Regions from separate parts of the Ovis aries genome. Here region 2 is linked to region 1. Evidence: chromatin contacts called from public Hi-C data. All regions are on one chromosome and are shown on one strand. Each heading gives the region's core, a stretch centred on a gene start, on an enhancer-like site or on the middle of the called end of the contact. The rest is flanking DNA. Distances are from core to core; before and after follow the strand shown. Region 1 overlaps TMEM131L (transmembrane 131 like). Region 2 holds the start of TMEM131L (transmembrane 131 like).

Region 1 (3,630 bases), core at 1,048-3,547:
AAGAAGCAGGCATAATTAGCTGGGAAACTATCAATGGAATAGAAAAGCTGAAAGCACCGTGAATAACTGAGTTTTTGTCTCAGCATTAACTCACCGTGGAGAGGTCTGTGTGTGTGTGCGCGCGCGTGCGCGCGTGTGTGCATGTGTGTGCGTGTGTGCGTGTGTGTGTGTGTGTGTGTGTGTGTGTGTGTGTGCTGTTTCAGGGAAAGGGGAAAGACCGGTGAGACTCTGGTATGGCTCTAGTATGCAAAGGGAGAATTTGGTAAGGTACTGAGAAATTTCCCACTGATTAAATCATGTGTGAAGTTTCAGAAGAGAATGACAGGCTTTGGTATATGTTAGTATGTGTTTACTGTGGGCCCAGTCGGTAAGGCGTCCACCTGCAATGTGGAAGACCTGGGTTTGATCCCTGGGTCAGGAAGATCCCTGGAGGAGGTCATGGCAACCCACTCCAGTATTCTTGCCTGGAGAATCCCCATGGACAGAGAAACCTGGTGGGCTACAGTCCCTGGGGCTGCAAAGAGTTGGATACGATTGAACGACTAAGCATGAGTTAAGCACATTTACTGTAAACCCCGATGTCCTAACTTGGTGCCCAGGCTCTGTCCGAGGTCTCCCCATCACCCCTGAAGATGGATCAGACCTAGTTTTCAGCTTTCTGCTGTGACACACGTGCTGTCCTTTAGCTGTTTGCCAGCGGGGCCTCCTCTTCCGTCTCTGCCCCCGTCAGGACAGGGACTGTCCTGGACATCCTACTTGTTAGGGCCTTACGGACTTTGAGAGACTTGAGCCAGTGGTTTATTTCCTATGTTTTCAACTCTTGATCACCAACCACGTACGTGCCCTGTGATCAGCGCGTAGTCTTCACATGCAGAGCTTGTCTCCTAGCCCTCCTGTGGCGGGGGCGGGTGGGGCGGCCTGGCTGTGTGTGTGAGGAGCCTGTTACATGGGTGGTGTGAGCCAGCAGCTGCAGGGGGCCTCCTGGGTGTGCTGGCCAGCTGGAGAGATGGGGGAGAGGTGTATAGTGCTGCTGCTCTTTGCTTAGAGATTTGGTAGAGAAAGTTCTCTGGGATTCCATCAACACTTGTTTGGATGTCTTGTATAAATATTGTCTGATTTGCTTGCTTGGGGCTGAGCTCTCAGTGAAAGCTGCTGAGTGACAGAAGCTGCGATAGAAGATTACTGTTGGTAGCCCCGTATACAGATTTTTGAAGCTGAAGACTTTGTGCCCAAATCCAATCACTTACTCATGCCACAGAAATTTGAAGTTTTACTTAAACTTCAGGTGACGTTAACACCATAGAAGGAGAAAAGCTGGGATACAGGCAGGAGTAGACACTTTAAATTGGCCATCTCTACCTACTAGTGAACACATTTACAGTGTGGAAAATGAGAAATTTGAAACTTTAATTCTTGGGTGTGCATAGGAGGGAAACGACAGGCAAATGTAATTTTAAAGCAGATATGTGGACTTCCTGGCGGTCCAGTGTTTGAGTGTTCACCTGCTGGTTCCATCGCTGCTCCAGGGGGATGCCACAAGCCAAGGAGCCACGGAGCCCATGTACCACACCTTCTGAGCCCTCCAGCCCTAGAGCCCGTGCTCCACAACGGGAGAGGCCCGTGACCACAACTGGAGAAAGACTCAGCGCAGCCAAAAATAAATAATCTCAAAAAAAAAAAATCAAACCAGTCAGTCCTAAAGGAAATCAGTCCTGAACATTCTTTGGAAGGACTGATGTTGAAGTTGAAACTCCAATACTTTGGCCACCTGATGTGAAGAACTCCCTCACTGGAAAAGACCCTGATGTTGAGAAAGATTAAAGCTTGGAGGAGAAGGGGACGACAGAAGATGAGATGGTTGGATGGCATCACTGACTCGATGGACTTGAGTTTGAGCCAGCTCCGGGAGCTGGTGATGGACAGGGAGGCCTGGCGTGCTGCAGTCCGTGGGTTGCAAAGAGTCGGACACGACTGAGCTGAATCTCAAAAAAAATCCGATACCTGAATGCATGCGTGTATGGTCTGGCCAGTTTAGCAGCAGGGATGCAGGGAGAAGGGCCCTCTTTGCTGGTGGGGGTGCATCCTTGTTGGTCCCCATCAGAGCCGAGCGGCTCATCAGGCTTAGAGACAGATACTCCCTGAGTCTCCAGGAAGGCAGCCCGTTGGTTCCTATCACACTGTCCTTTCATACAGGGCCTTTTGAAGAACCGGCACTGCCAAGTGTCTCTTCTGTGTAGGAAACAAGAGTCGATGCTGTGGGTGAATAGGGAAGTTTGACAGCCCTTGACCACGGGGAGTTTACACTGTTCATATAAAAACAGAACCGGTGGGGTAAAGCCCGGTGCGTGTAGGTCCCATGGATGAGGCAGGCAGCAGCGCCGGCCCAGGGGCTCTTGTCAGGCCAGGAAGGGGCGCCCCCTTTGCTGGACAGCCGGATCAGCTTCCTCCTCTCTGGGCTGACTCGGGGCGGGGGGGCGGTGGTCTCTTGGGTATCATCCGTGGTCCGTCTTTCTAGGTGCTGATTTTACTTAAGCTTTGGGAGGGAGGTTTTTTTTTTTTTTCCTAATCGTAAAATGAACCCTAAAGGTGGAATGTTAGTTTTCACCCATTTTAAAAATAGACAACTAGCCTTTAATTAGTTCTCACATTTACAGCAGGAGACCTTGGAGGCCTCAGGCTCCTGGAGTTGAGTGTTCTCTGATGGGAGCTGAGGGCAGGTGGAAGGAGCACTGGTGGGAGCCGGAGAAGGGCTCAACCCCGCGCAGACTTCTCCCTTCCCTTTGCTCTGGAGTTAGTTAATGGGAAGCCCTGCGGAACCTTCTGGGTGTGGTTGTGGCTTCTGCTTTTTCTCTTGAAGTCTCTGGATCCAGCACGTCCACGGCTTCCTGCAGGTGTAGAGCGGTTTCAGTGGGAGGAGGGGGTGGAGATCCTTGCAGTCCACCCTGGGAAGCCAGTTCTGGGTATGTGACTCGGGGGTGACAGGGTGATGGGGGTCCACGCTGGGAAGCAGCTGGGCCCAGGTGGGCAGTACGCAGGCTGCAGGCTCTCTTGGCTGTGTCGTCTCAGGCCTCGTTTCTGTTTGCGTAGTCTGGGGGCCGTGCCCGCTCTTCTCGCTGATTTTGGGTGTGGAGAGAACGTGGATCAGGCTCCTGTGTACTGGGGATTCAGCAGATGGTGGCGGCGGCCGTGTTGAGGGTGATGGTGCCGGTGCCCCTTGCGGGGAAGGGGCTGGCTGCTGCTTCAGGGAAGAGTCTGGGTCCTGGCCTTTCAGGCAGGTCTTGCTCAGTGCACACGTCCACCCTTGACATTCTGGTTAGGAATTAGGTACTCTCCTTGATAACTGCTAGAAGCATTGTGCATGACTCGAAAAATACATTAAATTCAGGTGGACAATAAATTCCTGAAGCTTGTTCCTTTTCAAAACTTACTTAGTAGTGACCCAGTATATTTAATGTGTAATACAGAGTTTGCCATTGTGATCATTCAGTGGCATTAAGTCCGTTCCCACTGTGGAGCAGCCGCCACCACCCATCCACGGGACTCTCTGCTTCTTGCAGACCTGCAGCTCTGCTTTCTACACACTAGCTCCCCATTCCCCGACCCCAGCCCTGACACCACCCCTGTGCTGTG
Region 2 (3,884 bases), core at 770-3,269, 57 kb before region 1:
GAAAAAGTTTCAGCAAAAAGTAAAACAGTTTAAAAGTTATTAAAAAGAAGTTTTTGCCTGTGACTGTTTATTAAACTATTTAATAAAACCTGTTAGGTTGCCAATGGTTGCTTGCTTTTCTAAGTAGTATGGTCAGAAGACATATAAATACACATTGTAGGGACTTGCCTGGCAGTCCAGTGGTTAAGATATCATTTTCCATTGTAGAGGGTGGAAGTTTGATCCCTGGTCAGGTAGATCCCACATGCTTCTTGGCCAAAACCCAAAGAATATAAAGCAGAAGCAATACTGTAACAAATTCAAAAAAGGCTTTAAAAATGATTTACTTCAAAAAAAGTCAGAAAAAATACATATTGTAAATAAACAGGTCAGTGAGGGAACTTTCATGTAAAAACATACTTCGAAGCTGCAGTTACTACCTAAGTGGTCTAGGCAAGTATTCTTGTCTTAAGAGGCCTCCTTAACACAGTAAAAGATAGATCTTCAGAGTCAAAGGGGCAAAAGCAAACCTAGAGAAGTGAAATGAAGAGAAAAAAGGGACATGCTGGTTTGGGACTGGAGATTATTGCTAAGAAAGGCAGATGCTGGCAGGCAAGTGGGAAAAAGGCAAGGGATGGGAGGATACCAAAGAGTAGATAATGCAACATGCTTTTTATTTTTAACATGGAGGTTTTATATTTATGCTAATCTTCAATGTTAAGTTCTGGCCAAGCAATTAGGTTATTTAACCTTGTTTAGAGTTATGCGCAGACAGTGTGAGGCTGGGTTCACAGTACTGTATTATGTCCTTGGGAAAGAGAGGATCCATAATTGATTTAGTTCCCTCCGCATCTGTCCTGCTATTTGACCACTGCTTTCCCATTGTCTAGACTCTAAGGCACCAGAAGCAATTAAACAGAGGATCAATGTAAGCAGACAGGTGTGCCCCGGTCACTTCCCCTCTTTATATTGCTCTTATTTTTTGAATTTCATACAAGCTACTCTGGAAGCAGCAAATTTACTAAAAATATCTTAAGACTGCCAATACTTCCAGCTTGTGTAAATGGCTGAATAAACCCTTGCTGGTGATCCCGTTGGCACGGCATTAACTTAAAAGAGATCTCCGATCTTATGTGTACTTTTTGGTTCTAGGCATCAAAAAATGGAGCCAGAAAACACATTTCCGAGTATCACTTATATTTCCGCGGGAATGTTAGAGACAGGCAACTGACCACGTCCCAGACCGCAGCCAGATTTCAGAAGAGGCTGGCTAAAATTTGCAATAGTAATCCGAAGAGGAGTGTGTGCAGGGTCTTTGAAACTGTAAATCCTCTCCGAAGAGGCTTCCCCACCTGTCACAACTGGACGGTCTCCACCGAGGGTGCCGGGCGCGCCACCGCCACGCGGCGCTGAGGTCAGCCTCTCGGGTCTTGGGGGGAGCTCTTTTTATGCTAAATTACAGACTTCGCAGCCACCGGATACCCTCGCTGCAGACTGGCAGTAGCCATGTGGCTGCACTCGCCTTTCCGGACAACCAGTGCCTTATTTCCACTAATATCCTGTCCAGGGCCTCCCGCTGGGCGACTCCTCATCCCACCACCCACCACCACCCGGCGTCCCTGTGGGTCATAACGCGATCGTGGCCCGCGTGCCCAAACCAAGCGGAAACCAACCCAAAGTTCCTGGCGACAGTGGCCCGGCAGCCCTCCCGCCGGCCCTCAGAGCCCCTGTCACGGTCGCGGAAAATGCCCGGAGCCCCCGCCTCGGGGAGGCGGCCGCCGAGGGGCCTCGGGCCGGGCCCACGGCCGTGCTCCCCGCGCGGGGCGGGGCGGCGGCCGCGGCGTTCGCATTGTCCACGTTCCCCGCGCCCCTCGGCGTTCCGTCCCTCCCTATCAGTGGCGCACACGCGCGGAGCCAGCGGCGCGCCCGAGGCGGGCCGGCAGCAGCTGCGGCGGCGGCGGGGCGGGGGCGGCGCGGCGGCGCGGGGCGGGGCGGGCGGGCGGCGCGGGGGCGGGCCCGGGCGAGGCGGCCGGGGCGCCAGCGAGCGGGCGGCGAGCGCGGCGAGCAGCCGAGAGGAGCGCGAGCAGCAGCATGGCGGGGCCCCGACGCCCGCAGCCCGGCTGCTACCGCCGCACCGCCGCGGCCGTGAACCTCCTGCTGGGCGTCTTCCACGTTCTCCTGCCCTGCGGCCGCCCGGGAGGGGCTCAGGGACAAGGTCAGCCTGGCGCCGCTCCGCGGGCTCCCCTCTCCACCCCGCCCCCCCTCTTTCTTTTGGGGGAACCGCTGAGATCTGTAAGAGGGCGAGGGGAGGAACGGGAAAGGGGGAAGGAGAGCGGCTGCAATTCCGGGCTGGTGCCCTCCGCTCCCCGCGGCGTCCGCTCCCGCGCCCCCGGCCATCCGAAAGCTGGGCAGTCGCGGGGCTCGGGGACCGCTAGCCGCGCGCGCCCCGGCGCCTTTGTGCGCGGGCCCCGGGCGCCCCGGGCGCCCCGGGCGCAGCCCCCGCTTTGTGTGGCGCGCGCTGGGGCCCCGCCGCGGCCCGGTTTCCTGCAGCTTTGTTCCCGGAGCCCGGCCGCCAGGGCCGCGTCCCGCACTCGCCCGCCGCAGCTGCTACGGGATGCGGAGCTGGAGTCCCGCGGGGTGGCCTGCCTTCCCCCCAGCGCGAGAGCCCGCGAGCCCGCACGCCGTCTTCTCACAGTCCGAGGGGCTGCCGGCTCCCACCGGGTGCATTGTGTTCTGATCCGCGGCTGGCTCCTCGGGTGGCCTCCGCTTCTGGAAGGGAAGGGAGGCTTGTTTTGGTGAGGCGGGTGCACGGAGGAGACGATCGGGAAACAGGAAGCGTTTCTTTTCCGTGCATTAAAACCGCGGTGTGTTTTTTGGTGTTGGTGCAGCGATCGAGCCCATGCCGAACGTGGTGGAGCTGTGGCAGGCGGAGGAAGGGGACCTCCTGCTGCCCACTCAGGTGAGGACGGCCGAGGTGACGGGGCGGCTGCGGGCGAGCGGGGCGGGGGGAGGGGGAGAGGCTCCGAGGCCGCGGCCCCCCCGCGGCGCGGGCGCTCGAGCCACTTTGCAAGACAAATAAAGGGTCGGGCCGAGCCTGAACACCTGGCCACGGTGGCCTGCGCGGCCTCCTCCCGCGCCATGTGACAGGGCGTGAGTCACGCCGGCCCCAAGTTCAGGAGGTGGGAGCCGAGGCCACCTCAGCAGGGCCGCGGCCCGCGGCGCCGGTGCCCAGGGACAGGGCGGGCCCCTCGGCCGGCGGTGGTCCAGGGTGGGTGAGGGGCCCGTGCCCTGATCTCTCGGTGAGCCTGCTGTGTGCCTGAGGACCACCGGAAGATGCAGGGTTTATTGCAGAAATGCTTTGTTTGGATGAAGATGGGACTTTAAAGGATGGTGATCTTGGATCTTTTCCAGGTGCCTTTAATTTGTGTTAAAATACAGCCTCGTATCAAGAACTCGTATTTAATGCCCCCACTCCCACCCCACGAGATATAATGATGGCACTTGCAAAAACCGTTGGTGAAGATTGGCTGGACATTTGGCATCATGCAGGGTTTACCAGTGCCAAAGAGTAAGGCAAAGCCTTTGTGTTGAAGATTTTTTAACTGTAGGAGAAATTGAGAAATTTTCATTGACTGCAGATGTGCATATTTAAATATAATATTGTCGACTGTCTTTAAGCAGCGACAGTATGCATGCCCAGCATGGGAGATCCATGTTTTGGGGAGGTGGGGGAGTGGTTTGAAGCCTCAGGGAATAGGCAGTTTGTGTGCGGTAGTTTCGAGGATGTTCATTACTTCCTCCATTGGTGGTAGCACTTAATTCTATGTTGTCTCTTGTGGCTGTTTAGAAAACAGGATGTGTAGCTGGAAATTGACTGGTGATGCTGTGCAGTTTTACATTTCGGA

The links. A called contact is a pair of places that touch in the nucleus more often than the background predicts.
Region 2: a Hi-C map of blood shows a contact between it and region 1, with 1.8 times the contacts expected there. The contact joins the promoter of TMEM131L here to the enhancer-like site in region 1. A contact is called at or near these places in 3 of 16 Hi-C or Micro-C datasets (all in blood).

Annotation. Positions count from the first base shown.
Region 1 is chr17:4,336,083-4,339,712 of ARS-UI_Ramb_v3.0, reverse strand. All of the region lies in intron 3 of TMEM131L (transmembrane 131 like), which reads left to right. Among named protein-coding and RNA genes, the nearest start is that of TMEM131L, 56 kb to the left of the region's middle. Within about 2 kb of position 2,297, at least 2 of the 54 cell types and tissues checked have an H3K27ac peak or open chromatin away from gene starts, as enhancers often do.
Region 2 is chr17:4,392,334-4,396,217 of ARS-UI_Ramb_v3.0, reverse strand. It overlaps TMEM131L (transmembrane 131 like), which reads left to right and starts at 2,019. Exons shown (of 35, transcript XM_042234253.1): 1 at 2,019-2,194; 2 at 2,868-2,938. The coding sequence starts at 2,071.